Regions from separate parts of the Pan troglodytes genome. Here region 1 is linked to region 2. Evidence: chromatin contacts called from public HiChIP or PLAC-seq data. All regions are on one chromosome and are shown on one strand. Each heading gives the region's core, a stretch centred on a gene start, on an enhancer-like site or on the middle of the called end of the contact. The rest is flanking DNA. Distances are from core to core; before and after follow the strand shown.

Region 1 (6,686 bases), core at 2,020-4,519, 46 kb after region 2:
GCCAGGAGCAGTGGCTCACGCCTATAATCCCAATGCCTGTAATCCCAGCACTTTGGGAGGCCAAAGCAGTGGACTGCTTGAGCCCAGGAGTTTGAGACCAGCCCTGGGCAACATGGTAAGACCCTGTCTTTATAAAAAAAAAATTAAAAATTAGTGGGGCATGGTGGCATGTACCTGTGGTCCCAGCTACTCAAGAGGCTGAGGCAAGAGGATCGCTTGAGCCCATGAGTTTGAGGCTGCAGTGAGCTACGATTGTGCCACTGCACTCCAGCCTGGGTGACAGAGCAAGACCCCGTCTTTTTCTTTTTTTTTTTCTTTTTTTGAGATGGGGTCTCACTCTGTCGCCAGGCTGGAGTGCAGTGGCACGATCTTGGCTCACTGCAACCTCTGCCTTCCGGGTTTACGCGATTCTCCTGCCTCGGTCTCCCGAGTAGCTGAGACTACAGGTGCACACCACCATGCCCAGCTAATTTTTGTATTTTTAGTAGAGATGGGATTTCACCATGTTGGCCAGGATGGTCTAATCTCTTGAACTCATGATCCACCCACCTCAGCCTCCCAAAGTGCTGGGATTACAGGCGTGAGCCACTGCGCCAGGCAGACCTCATCTTTCAAATTAAAAAAAAGAAAAAAAAAAAGACTCCCACAGTGGAACCAAGTGAGCATGAGAATCAGTTTCTTCATCTCCCTGTTTCATGACCTCACCCTGCACTCTTCAATCAATGATTTTCACACTTCATCCTAATCCTACTCCAAACCCTTTTTTAAAAACCCTAGCCCCAAAGTACTCCGGGAGATGGATTTGAGGTTTCCTCCTGTCTCCTTGTTCAGCAGCCCTATGATTAAACCTCTTTCTCTGCTGCAACCTGGTGTCTTGGTGTATTGACCTCCAGTGTGCATCAGGCAACAGAACTATTACAGTTAATACTTTTAGCCTAACATTCAAAGGCCCTCCCCATCTATCCCAAACTACCTATCCAATTTCTGGTCCCACTGCCTCTCAGCGGGACCCTGGCTTTACTCACCAAACTCTGCTGTTCCCCTAGTCTTGCCACTCAGTAAACACTACCATCATCCAATTTGTTGCTCAAGACAAAAACACAGAAGTCATCCTTAATTCTCTTTCCCTCAGACTCTCTAAATCCAATCCACCAGGAAATCTATTTCCAATCGTGTCTCAAATCTCTCATCTCTTCATCTCTACTACCTCACTCTAGTTCAAGTAAGCCACCACCATCACTCACCTGGACCAATGCATTAACCTCCTGACCACTGCATAACCACAATTCATTTGTCACACATCAGCATAAAGTGGATTATGGCTTCCCATTACACATGGTATAAATTCCAACTCAGCATCCTGGTTTACCAAGTCTGGCCACTCTCTGGCCTACCTTTCCAACCCTAACTCACACCATTCTCTTTTTCACCCACAATGCACCAACCACACATTAGCTTCTTTTTTATTTCTCTAACTTGCCAAGCTCGGTCCTGGAAGGCATTTTTTTCACCCTGACATATGCATGGCTAGCTCTTTCTTGTTATTTAGATTTCTGGTGATTCGCCTTCGTGGAAAAGGCTTCACTAGCCACTCAAGTAGTTACTATCAGATGGCCGGCCCTATTTTAATTTCCTATAAAGCGCTTATCACTATTGGATGTTTTTATTTTTCGCTCTATATTCCCCACTAGAAAAAAATCTCTACGTGGGCATGGGATGTTGCTGCTTCGTTTCCATTGAATTACCAAGGCTTAGAACAATACCAGGGCTTGAAACGCAAAAAAATTCTAAAACTTGTGGACTGACTTAATGAACTCTTGATTCTCACCACTCTTCAGCCCCTCCCCAACTTTCAGGACAGTCTTCCTGAAGGCATTTTGTTTATTAAGCCACTTGATTTCCGTCTATCATTCCCAGTAAAATATAAGCTTCAAGAGCTCAGAGACAGGGTTTGCGTGCATGAGGGCTGTATTCCATGACCAGCATGGTGCCTGATATAAAGTAGGCGGCCGGCAGTCTTTCTGTTAGTTGAATCCATGAATGGGACAATGGGGCTAAGTTTACATGGGGGTCGGCCATGCCTGGGGTCTGCGGAACGCACGCAAGATAGGACGAATGGACGCCTCCACTAAAGCAAATACGCGGGCACCAAGTAGACACAGCTCGGCCCGGTGGGGATACTGAAGCCGCCAGACCAGGCTTGGGCTAGATGACGAAACGCTGCACCTGGAGGAGGATCCAGGTCCGCACGCGGTAACTATACTCACGTGGAAGATGCACTCGCGGCCACAGAGCACCTCGAATCGTCGCGCGCGTTTGTTACGTCATCCGCGTGCGCCGCGGGCAGAGACTGGACCTGCCAGCGCCGGGGCGACTACGCCCCGCCCACTTTTCCCCAGCCACCCGGCCGAATTCTAGGTTCTTGGTGGGGAGAGGTTTATCCCCAGGTGGTTTCTCCCACAAATCTGTCTTGAATTGACGTTTGTGAAAATACATTCAGTTCCCCGTCCCCGCGGGGACAGTTAAGTAATGACATCAGTTAGTTAAGGCCATAAAGCAAGCATGTGAAAGTTGTGCTATGGTGGCATTACGAGGAAGCCCTTCTCTGCTTGGCAAGATCAGGGAGACTAAAGGATGCTTAGAAGTCATCCACCAGGCGGGCTGTGTTTGAGTTCCTGAGCTCTCCTACCCCATCCATCTGAAGGCCTGCGGGATGCCGGACAGGATGTCACTTAGAAGGGAGACGGAGGCTGGGCGCGGTGGCTTCCGCCTGTAATCCGAGCACTTTGGGAGCCCGAGGCGGGCAGATCGCTTGAGCCCAGGAGTTCGAGACCAGTCTGGGCAACATGGCGAAACCATGTCGCTACAGAAAAATACAAAAATTAGCCGGGTGTGGCTGTGCACGCCTGCGATCCCAGCTACTTGGTGGGCTGAGGTGGGAGGATCGCTTGAGCCCGGGAGGTCGAGGCTGCAGTGAACCGAGATGGCGCCGCTGCACTCCAGCCTGGGCGATAGAGCGAGACCTCGTCTCAAAACAATCAGAGAGGGCCAGGGGCTGTGTTTCACGCCTGTAATCCCAGCACTTTGGGAGGCTGAGGCAGGTGGATCACCTGAGGTCAGGAGTTTGAGACCAGCCTGGCCACATGGTGAAACCCCGTCTCTACTAAAAATACAAAAAAAAAAAAAAAAACCAAAAACAAAAATTAGCCGGGCGTGGTGGTGGCAGGTGCCTGTAATCCTAGCTACTCAGGAGGCTGAGGCCGGAAAATCCCTTGAACCTGGGAGGCGGGGGTTGCAGTGAGCCGAGATCGCGCCACTGCACTCCAGCCTGGGCGACAGAGCCAGGCTTCGTCTTAAAAAAAAAAAAAATCAGAGAAAAGAGACAGGGGTGTCGGGAGTTGGGATGGTGCACTGAGGCGCCTCGCGGAGTCTCTAGGAAGCGAGGGGGTGAGCAGCGAGAAGGAGCTGGAGGTGGCGAGGAAACCCGCTCACCGGTGACGTCACCGAGCGCCCCCCCCATCCCCACCCCCAAGCGAGCACCTGCCCCTCCCGGGGGCGGAGCTCCGGCGCATCATGGCGGCTGGCCGGGCCCAGGTCCCTTCCTCCGTGAGTGCTGCTATTACGTCTCTTGTTCCTTTTTTCTTGTTTGTCACAGATATTCTTTCTCTTCCTATTTCCTCTGCCTTGTCTTTTGGGCTCGCTGGCCGCGTCCGGCCCATGGGTGAGGGGGTTGTGAGTCGGTCCGCTCCTACCTCTTACTGGTTCTGCGAATGTTTATTCCCTCATTCACGCGGCGCCCGCTGTGAGCCTTAAACTGGTCTCCGTTCACTCTCTAGGGTTTAAGCCTGGTGGGAAACCAGGAGCAGGTTAATGGGGGAACTATGGGGCTGTGGGTTCCTGGAGAAGACCCTTGACGGAGCTGTAGGGGAAAAGGGCAACCATAATAAGTAAAAGCGTCTGAGACCCGAAGTGCGTGTAGAAGGCAAAAAGCGCCGAAAGGGGCCGGGTGTGGTGGCTCACGCTTGTAATCCAGCACTGTGGGAGGCGGAGGCGGGCGGATTACTTGAGGTCAGGAGTTCGAGACCAGCCTGACCAACATGGTGAAACCCCATCTCTACTAAAAATACAAAAATTAGCCGGGCGTGGTGGCGCTCACCTGTAATTCCAGCTACTCAGAAGGTTGAGGCAGGAGAATCGCTTGAACCGGGTAGACGGAGGCTGCAGTGAGCTGAGATTGTGCCACCGCACTCCAGCCTGGGCAACAGAGCGAGACTCTGTCAAAAAAAAAAAAAAAAAAAAAAAAGCGCCGGAAGGGGTTTCAGGACGGAAGCAAACACATATTCAAAGGCAGGAGGATAGAGCAGGTGTCTGAAAAACTCAAAAGTTCAGTTGGGTGGTGGTGGAGGGGTCAGAGCTGACAGTTTTGTACCTCTTGCTAAGCAGCGACTTTAACATGAGGGTAATTGGGTGTGGTGGCACACGCCGGTAGTCCCAGCTGCTCAGGAAGCTGAGCAGGGAACCAGGGAAGTGGAGGTTGCAGTGAGCCGAGATCGCGCCACTGCACTCTAGCTTGGACGACAGAGCCAGACTCCATCTCAAATAAATAAATAAGATGTTAAGAAAATACAATCTAAAGGATTGGTTTGTGTGTGTGTGTGTGCGTGTGTGTGTGTGTGTGTGTGTGTGTGTGTTTTGAGACGGAGTCTAGCTTTGTCACCAGGCTGGAGTGCAGTGACGCGATCTCGGCTCCCTGCAACCTCTGCCTCCCAGGTTCAAGCGATTCTTCTGTCTCAGCCTCCCGAGTAGCTGGAATTACAGGCATACAGGCACGCGCCGCCATGTCCAGCTCATTTTTGTATTTTTTTCTTTTTTTTAAGTACAGACGGGGTTTCACCATGTTAGCCAGGATGGTCTCGATCTCCTGACGTCGTGATCTGCCCGCCTTGGCCTCCGAAACTGCTGGGTTTACAGGCGTGAGCCACCGCACCCAGCCAGGACTGGGACCTATGTAGGGAAAGGAAGGAGCTAAGGAGGACATCTAGGTTTCAGGATAGAACAACTGTTTGGTTAAGGGTACTATTTGCTAAGTTAGTGAACATAACACTAGAAGAGTTCTAGAAAAGGAGAGGGTTTTGTGGAAAGTTCAGTGTTGGGCATGTGTGCTGCCTGTGGATTGGCCATGGAGAGTCTGGCAGATGGATAGGACTAAAGCTCAGGAATGAGATCTCAGCTAAAGTAGACATACAGGAACAATCATCATCTGGCCATGGCTGTTAAACCCATGCAGTGGTTGAGATAATTGTGGGAAAGCATATTGTGTTCTTAAACTTCAGCCTGTATTAATCTGGATCTTCCCCCCTCCTTTTTTTTTTTTTTTTTTTTTTTGAAACAAGGTCTTACTCTGTCACCCAGGCTAGAGTGCAGTGGCACCATCATGGCTCACTGCAGCCTCAACCTCCCTGGGCTCAAGCGATCCTCCCACCTCAGCCTCCCAAGTAGCTGGGACTACTGGCGTGTGCTACCACGCCAGGCTAACCCAGCTAATTTTGAATTGTTGTAGAGTTTCACCATGTTGCCCAGGCAGGTCTCAACCTTCCCAGGCTCAAGTGATCCTCCCACCTCAGCCTCCTGAGTAGCTGGGACTACAGGCACGAGCCACCATGCCCAGCTAATTTTTCTTTTTTGTAGGGACGGGTCTTTGCCTTGTTGCCCAGACTAGTGGTGAACTACTGGGCTCGAGCGATCCACCTTGGCCCCCCAGAGTGCTGGGATTACAGGCGAGAGCCACCACATCCAGTCTGCTCCATTTTTGCTCAGTAGATGAAAACATGAATTTGCCTTTTTAACAAAACTTAGGTAATTTTACCTTGAAGCCATGGGATCACTTTGAGAGACAATCGTATTCAGTGCACCAAGCAAAGGATAGGCCATCCGAGAAACAGGAACTACAAAAGAATACTGGGAGAGGAAGACAAAAAGCGTGAGAGTCGGAACTTTGCTTATACTGGTGGGGCAACTCTGAATGGTGATTTGGTCTGCCTTCCACAACTCTGACCATGAATGAGTGTGTGGCTGAAGTGGGCTGAAGGTCCGTGGTAGGGCTGTCCACAAGGATGCTGAAGACATCTAGAACTTGAAGACTTTTTTTTCCTTTTAACTTTTATTTTAGATTCAGGGGGACGTGCGCAGGTTTATTATGTAGGTAACCTCATGTCATGGGGGTTTGGTGTAGAGATTATTTCGTCACCCCTGTACTAAGCATAGTACTTGATGGGTATTTTTTCCGATCTCTCTCTTCCCACCCTCAAGTAGGACCCAGTGTCAGTTATTTCCCTCTTTGTGTTCACGTGTTCTCGTTATTTAGCTCCCACTTATAAGTGGGAACAAACATGCAGTATTTGGTTTTCTGTTCTTGGATTAGTTTGCTAAGGATAATGGTCTCCAACTGCATCCATGTTGTAGCAGAGAACATGATCTCATTCTTTTTTATGGCTGCGTAGTATTCCATGGTGTATATGTACCACATTTTCTTTATCCAGTCTACTGTTGATGTGCATTTAGGTTGATTCCATGGAAGACTGGCTTTTCTAGCTCTTTTCGAGCTCCTTAAGATTAGAAGAATGTGAAAGGCCAGGCGTGGTGGCTCACGTGTGTAATCCTAGCACTTTGGGAGGCTGAGGCGGGCG
Region 2 (7,257 bases), core at 870-3,369:
AATAATAATAATAATAATAATAAATTTAAAAAGAAAAACAAAACAATTCTGATACTCTTATACACGTGTCCTGGAATAAACAATTAAGTAAATAGATGGCAAATTATGGAAGCCAGGTTTCTCACAGTTGGGGTGGGAGTTTAGATAAACAGGGGAGGTGGCTAGAATGATCCATGTAGTAATGGATTAAAGTTGGAGACATCAGTATGAATTCATGCTTAGCTTAATATAGATATGGATGGTTATATATGGAAATACATGTTTGTGTATATACGTGGGTTAGTATACACACATATATTTCCTTGCTTTCTCAGATGTGAGGGTCCAGAAGCAATGATACCTCAAAAGCAACAAGCACACCTAGGGCCCAGATCTTGGATTCTAAAACCATTTGCCAATAAAAGAAAATAGGGGTCCTTGGAGAAATGGCTGATTGCAGGACTGTGGCAGGAAATACACAAAATGAGCCTGGAGCATTTTATAGTACCAGAAAGTAAGGTGACACTAAATAAAAACAAGGTTTTAATTAAAATAACAACGATGACAACAACACTGATGGGACTCTTATTTTTCTCCCTGGCTGAGGATTGACCGCCATCATGAATGACTTAGTAACCATCTGAACTAGGAAGTTCATGATCAACTGACTACATACTTCAGGAGGAACAAATGGTTATTGAGGTCCTTCACCCTGGGAAGACAACAGTACCTAAGACAGAAATTCAGGAAAAACTAGCCAAAATGTATGAGACTACACTAGATGTCATCATCTTTGTTTGTTTTTGTTTGTCTTTATGAGATGGAGTCTCCGTCTGTCACTCAGGCTGGAGTGTAGTGGCGCAATCTCGGCTCACTGCAACCTCTGCCTCCTGGGTTCAAGTGATTCTCCTGCCTCAGCCTCCCGAGTAGCTGGGATTACAGGTGCCTGCCACCACACCCGGCTAATTTTTGTAGTTTTAGCAGAGACAGGGTTTCACAATGTTGGCCAGGCTGGTCTCAAACTCCTGACCTCATGTGATCTGTCTGCCTCTGCCTCCCAAAGTGCTGGGATTACAGGCGTGAGCCACCACGCCTGGCCTCATCTTTGTATTTGGATTCAGAACTCATTTTGGTGGTGGCAAGACAACTGGCTTTGGCATGATTTATGATTCACTGGATTATGCAAAGAAAAATAAACCCAAATGCTGACTTCCAAGACATGGCCTGGATGAGAAGAAAAAGAACTCAAGAAAGCAATGAAAGGAACACAAGACCAGAATGAAGAAAGGGGGACTGCAAAGGACAGTGTTGGTGTGGCAAAAAGCCAAAGGAGTAAAGATGCCACAATAACATCTGTGGCCACTGTGGATTTTTCACAAGATTTATAAACTAAAAACCTTTGTGTGCAAAAAAAATGGATGGGGGTATGCTAAAGAGACACAGGAGCCAACGGAAACGCTCTCAAAGGCCAAAGCTAGAACGAAATTAGCTAGAAAATAAATATGAAGTATATTGGATTATAACCCAAAGTATAAATGTCCATGAGTCCATACTGATTAAATAAATGGTTGAATAAATAATGGAGGAGTAGAGACAAATATCTGATATGAAAGAACTCCAGGCCGGGGATGGTGGCTCACGCCTGTAATCCCAGCACTTTGGGAGGCTGAGGTGGGTGGATCACGAGGTCAGGAGATGGAGACCATCCTGGCTAACACGGTGGTCTCTGCTAAAAATACAAAAAATAAGCCGGGCGTGGTGGCGGGCACCTGTAGTCCCAGCTACTTGGGAGGCTGAGGCAGGAGAATGGCGTGAACCCGGGAGGCGGAGCTCTCAGTGAGCTAAGATCGCGCCACTGCACTCCAACCTGGGCGACAGAGCGAGACTCTGTCTCAAAAAAAATAAAAATAAAAATAAAGAGCCTAAGGACTAAGGATTTAATTAACCAAGCACCAACCCGTGCAGCCTCAGGAGACTGGTCCCGCAGCGCAGGTGTGTCCCTCTACCCCCCGCAAGCCGGGCCGCGTCTTCCTGGCTCTCCTGGCGCCGGCACCGAGCAGGGCGTGGACCTGAACTTATGTGACCCCACCCGGTCACAACCCGGGGTAGGAAGCTAAAGAAGGGAGCCGTCCGCCCACCCGAGGGGCGGTCCCAGCGCCCCAGTGGGGGACTGCTGCGCTCGGCCTCTGTGTTCGATCGGGAACCCAGGTCTCTTCCCTGCCAATAACAAAACCGCCGCGTCCCGGGCCTCCCTTCCGGAGCCGGAGTCGGCGGCCGAGCGCTGGTGGCGGAGCCTGGACAGTTAATTCCAACCGCCTCCGGGTGATTCCGGGGACAGGAGCGCGGAGAGCTCCTCCCATTGGCCGCGGAGCCGGCTCGGCGCTGATTGGCTGAGGGCCTCGTTCGTGGCTCTCGAAGGCTCCCCATTGGCCCCGCGCTCCAGTGGCAGGAGTGTGGCGGCCCGGCCTCCGCAGGCTACCCGGGGTTGAAGCTGCTGCGATCTCCGGTGGCTGCCTGAGGACGCTCAGGGACGCTCATTCCTGGCCAGAGTCCTGACTTCTTTCTCGGATCCAGATCTCGTTGCTGGCTCGAGGAAATCACCGGCTCTTCTCCCGGATCCTTTTCTTCTCTCACTTGCTGGCTTTCTTCTTCCTGCCTCCCTGGCTTCCATCTCCCAACCCCGCGATTCCCTCCTCTACTCCCGTGCTCCCGTCGCCCGCCATCCTGAGCCATCCCACCTGCAACCTTCTGTCTTTTGCCCCTCCTTGACCTCAGAGGGTCCTGCCATAAGCTTCTCACCAGAATCTCCTAGATTTCTATCTCTTCCCTGCTTGCCAGCTCTTGACTCCCAAATTCCAGCTGACGTTTGACCACTTGACATTTGACCCTGACACCCTTGACTGCAAATCTAAATTCTTATCTTCTGCAACCTGTACTGCTGAAACAGGCCTTCCCCCTGTCTTCCAACCCCGCTTTCTGACACCCATTTTTACTTTCTTACTCTTGGGTCAGTTCCTGCTACAGCTATCGCACCATGGACTTCTTGATGAGTGGCCTGGCAGCCTGCGGGGCCTGTGTATTCACCAATCCCCTGGAGGTGGTGAAGACCAGGATGCAGTTGCAAGGAGAACTGCAGGCCCCTGGCACATACCAGCGGCACTACCGAAATGTCTTCCATGCCTTCATCACCATCGGCAAGGTGGATGGCCTTGCTGCCCTGCAGAAAGGCCTGGCCCCCGCCCTCTTGTACCAGTTCCTGATGAATGGCATCCGACTGGGCACCTATGGGCTGGCTGAGGCTGGGGGCTACCTGCACACAGCCGAAGGCACCCACAGTCCTGCCCGCAGCGCAGCAGCTGGGGCCATGGCTGGGGTCATGGGAGCCTACTTGGGGAGCCCCATCTACATGGTAAGAAGAGGGCTCTTGCCTGGGACCTTCAGGGCAGATCCTCGTTGTAGGATAGGAGCTGGTCTTTCCTAAGGGCATAGGTGGCAGGGTGCTGCCCCACTGCAAGCAGGGAAAGGCATCAGGAAAGTGCTGGTAGGCTTCGGAGTCTTCTGATCTGCCCTATACACACCCGTCTGATGGACACGATTGAATGTATTGATTAAGATTATGGGCTTTGGGGCCGGGTGCAGTGGTTCACACCTGTAATCCCAGCACTTTGGGAGGCCAAGGCGGGCGGATCACGACGTCAGGAGATGGAGACCATCCTGGCTAACACAGTGAAACCCCATCTCTACTAAAAATACAAAAAATTAGCCGGGTGCGGTGGTGGGCGCCTGTAGTCCCAGCTACTCGGGAGGCTGAGGCAGGAGAATGGCATGAACCCGGGAGGCGGAACTTGCAGTGAGCCGAGATCCAGTCACTGCACTCCAGCCTGGGCCACAGAGCAAGGCTCCGTCTCACAAAAAAAAAAAAAAAAAAAAAAAAAAAAAAAAAAAAAAAAAAAAAAAGATTATGGGCTTTGGAATCAGACTTTCTGGAACTAAAATCCTGGCTTTGAAAATTACTAGTTGTTGGCCGGGCGCGGTGGCTCACGCCAGTAATCCCAGCACTTTGGGAGGCCGAGGCGGGCGGATCACGAGGTCAGGAGATGGAGACCATCCTGGCTAACACAGTGAAACCCCGTCTCTACTAAAAATACAAAAAATTAGCCGGGCGTGGTGGTGGGCGCCTGCAGTCCCAGCTACTCCGGAGGCTGAGGCAGGAGAATGGCCTAAACCCAGGAGGCGGAGCTTGCAGTGAGCTGAGATCCGGCCACTGCACTCCAGCCTGGGCCACAGAGAGAGACTCCGTCTCAAAAAAAAAAAAGAAAGAAAGAAAATTACTAGTTGTTGAGCTTCAGTTGCCACATCTGTAAAATGGTGATAATTATAGTGCCCTTTCTGTGTGATCATTGGGAGGATCGAGGGAGACAAATGCGGTAGACATGAAAGCATTAGTGCGAATCCTGGCAGACAGTAAGCATTTGGTAGCATTTGCTTTTATTATTATGTGTTGATATTGAGGTTGGATTTGTGAAGGGGAGGATAAGGAATTTAACATACGTCAGAGAGTCTAGGGATCAGGAAGACCCTGGGCATCACAGAATTAACAATCTCAACATCTGCCCCTTTGAGTTATCTGGTATAGGTGAAGGGTCAAGAGCCTGAGGCCCAGAAAGGGGAAGTGACCCACTCAAGGTCACAGCTGTTTATTGCTAGGACTAGGCCCTGCTTAGTGCTCCCAAGAGCAAAAGAGACTGGGAAGTAGTATGTCCTGTAGCAGAGGCAGTCTGGTCTCATTCTCAGGGTGTGAGTTTCAGGGACAGTGGTCTCTCCAAAGTCAGCTAGATACCTCTGTGGGGATTGGGGGCTAGAGAGCAAGTTTTGCCCAGAGTCTGATGGGGAGCCTGATAGAAGTGGTGGCTGGAGATCCAGTCTGGGAATGGGAGCTAGCATGAGAGGCTGGACACCAGGTCTTGCCTAACATGAACAGCCTTAAGAAATATTGCCATTCTCCAACCACTCCACCCCCCACTGCTAGCCCCAAGGGAAGGAGGATATGAAGGGGTTGGGGTGTCTTGCAGTGCTGGGAGATCCATCCCCCGGGGCTGGAGCCTAGAGACAGAGTCTTTTTGTTAACCAGTTTGTTAAGTAGGAACAACAATAATCAGAGTAAGGGGCTATTCATTGCTGAACACCCTAGAGGAAGTGTGAGGGGGTGAGACATTTGGTTCTGAGGTAGGAGGATGGCCACTGGGGCACAGGCTATGATATTCTCTTGTTCCCAGGTGAAGACACACCTACAGGCACAGGCAGCCTCAGAAATTGCTGTAGGGCACCAGTATAAGCATCAGGTGAGGGTTCCCAAGTCTGCCAAAGTCCCTGACCATCCTTTCTCTTTTCCCCTAGCTTTCTGCCTGCACCCAACAGATCCAATCCCAGCCACTGCTCTGCTCAACCCATTGGTTCTGTCCCATTTTGCCCCTGGAGTCTACCCTGACCCTCTTTACTCTTTTTTTAGATGGAGTCTCGCTCTGTTGCCCAGGCTGAAGTGCATTGGCACGATCTCAGCTCACTGCAACCTCCGCTTCCCGGGTTCAAGTGATTCTCCTGCCTCAGCCTCCTGAGTAGCTGGGACTACAGGCGTGCACCACCACACCCAGCTAAATTTTTTTTGTTTTGTTTTGTTTTGTTGAGACAGAGTCTTGCTCTGTTGCCCAGGCTGGAGTGCAGTGGCGCGGTCTTGGCTCACTGCAACCTCCACCTCCCGGGTTCAAGTGATTCTCCTGCTGCAACCTCTTGAGTAGCTGGGATTACAGCCATGCGCCACCACATCCAGCTAATTTTTGTATTTTTAGTAGAGATGGGGTTTCACCATGTTGGTCAGGCTGGTCTCGAACTCCTGAACTTGTGATCCGCCCGTCTCGGCCTCCCAAAGTGCTGGGATTACAGGCGTGAGCCACTGCACCCGGCAATTTTTGTATTTTTAATAGAGATGGGGTTTCACCATGTTGGCCAAGCTGGTCTCAAACTCCTGACCTCAGGTGATCCACCTGCCTGGGCCTCCCAAAGTGCTAGGATTACAGGCGTGAGCCACCGTGCCTGATGCCTCTTTCCAATATGTACTCCAGTTCCTCTAATTTTCTGCCCCTGTTTCTCCTGACCAGTGAATGGCCTCACTTGCATACATCCCACCCCAGTTCTTGGGTACCCAGGGAGGGAACAATGGGGTGGCTAGACAACCAAGGGCCCACATTCTGGCTCTAAGCCCACATTGAACTGGTTGTCTGGACAAGAGGTTCCTATTAAGGACCCATCCTTGGCAGTGTTAGGATGGCAGCCCCTGATGCTGGGCTGTCTGAACCCCACCCCCGGTCTTCCCCACACTAGGGCATGTTTCAGGCGCTAACCAAGATTGGCCAGAAACATGGTCTGGTGGGGTTATGGCGTGGGGCTCTGGGCGGCCTGCCCCGAGTTATCGTCGGTTCCTCCACCCAGCTGTGCACCTTCTCATCCACCAAGGACCTCCTGAGCCAGTGGGAGGTACTGCCTGGGAAATGGGTGGGTCTGTTTCGGGAAGCGGGGAAGGGGAGGGCAAACTGCGCTAGGCCCTGGAGGGGATGGTGCCCAACATCCACAGGTGAGGGAGTGGCAGGAGGGCTTGGAGGTCAACTCTCTAGACCCTTCCCACAGTTCTCTTGTCACTTCCTCCCAGAAGGGGTACCTGAGCCTTCAGGGTACCCTGGCCTTCCTCCTTCTCACTGTTTTTGCACTGTTATAACTGGTGCAGTGGAAGCTCCCCCAGTTACCAGCATCTCTGTCCCCAGGGCAGGGACTGTCCTGTCCTTGGGGTGGAATAGTTGGCTGGTTGACAATGCTCTTCCTCTCTACCCCCTTAGATCTTTCCTCCCCAGAGCTGGAAGTTGGCGCTGGCGGCTGCCATGATGAGTGGCATTGCAGTTGTCTTGGCCATGGCACCCTTTGATGTGGCCTGCACAAGGCTCTACAACCAGCCCACAGATGCACAGGGCAAGGTAAGGAAGTGCTCTGGGATGCAGGCGGGAAGCAGGGGATGGGGAAGGCAGATTGCGGGTGCAGGTGGGATAGCCTGAAATGCTGTCTGTGGAGGTGCTGCCCCTGGTGGGCTCTGACAAACTCCTTCTCTGTGCTCTTCCTCCCTCTCTGACACACTCTCAGGGCCTCATGTACCGGGGGATACTGGACGCTCTGCTGCAGACAGCTCGGACCGAGGGTATTTTTGGCATGTACAAGGGTATAGGTGCCTCCTAC

The links. HiChIP or PLAC-seq counts read pairs in DNA pulled down with a chosen protein or histone mark.
Region 1: an H3K4me3 HiChIP or PLAC-seq map of stem cell-derived excitatory neurons shows a contact between it and region 2, with 6 times the contacts expected there. The contact joins the promoter of CTC1 here to the promoter of SLC25A35 in region 2. A contact is called at or near these places in 1 of 7 Hi-C or Micro-C datasets (stem cell-derived neural progenitor cells) and 1 of 1 datasets of contacts at active chromatin or transcription factors (stem cell-derived excitatory neurons).

Annotation. Positions count from the first base shown.
Region 1 is chr19:62,455,525-62,462,210 of NHGRI_mPanTro3-v2.0_pri, forward strand. CTC1 (CST telomere replication complex component 1) reads left to right here and starts at 3,270. Exons shown (of 23, transcript XM_024350505.3): 1 at 3,270-3,606. The coding sequence starts at 3,574. It overlaps PFAS (phosphoribosylformylglycinamidine synthase), which reads right to left and starts at 4,268. Exons shown (of 28, transcript XM_016932440.4): 1 at 4,157-4,268.
Region 2 is chr19:62,410,212-62,417,468 of NHGRI_mPanTro3-v2.0_pri, forward strand. It overlaps SLC25A35 (solute carrier family 25 member 35), which reads left to right and starts at 2,120. Exons shown (of 5, transcript XM_009432788.5): 1 at 2,120-3,388; 2 at 5,256-5,321; 3 at 6,358-6,510; 4 at 6,867-7,001; 5 at 7,165-7,257. The coding sequence starts at 3,014. It also overlaps the pseudogene LOC134808965.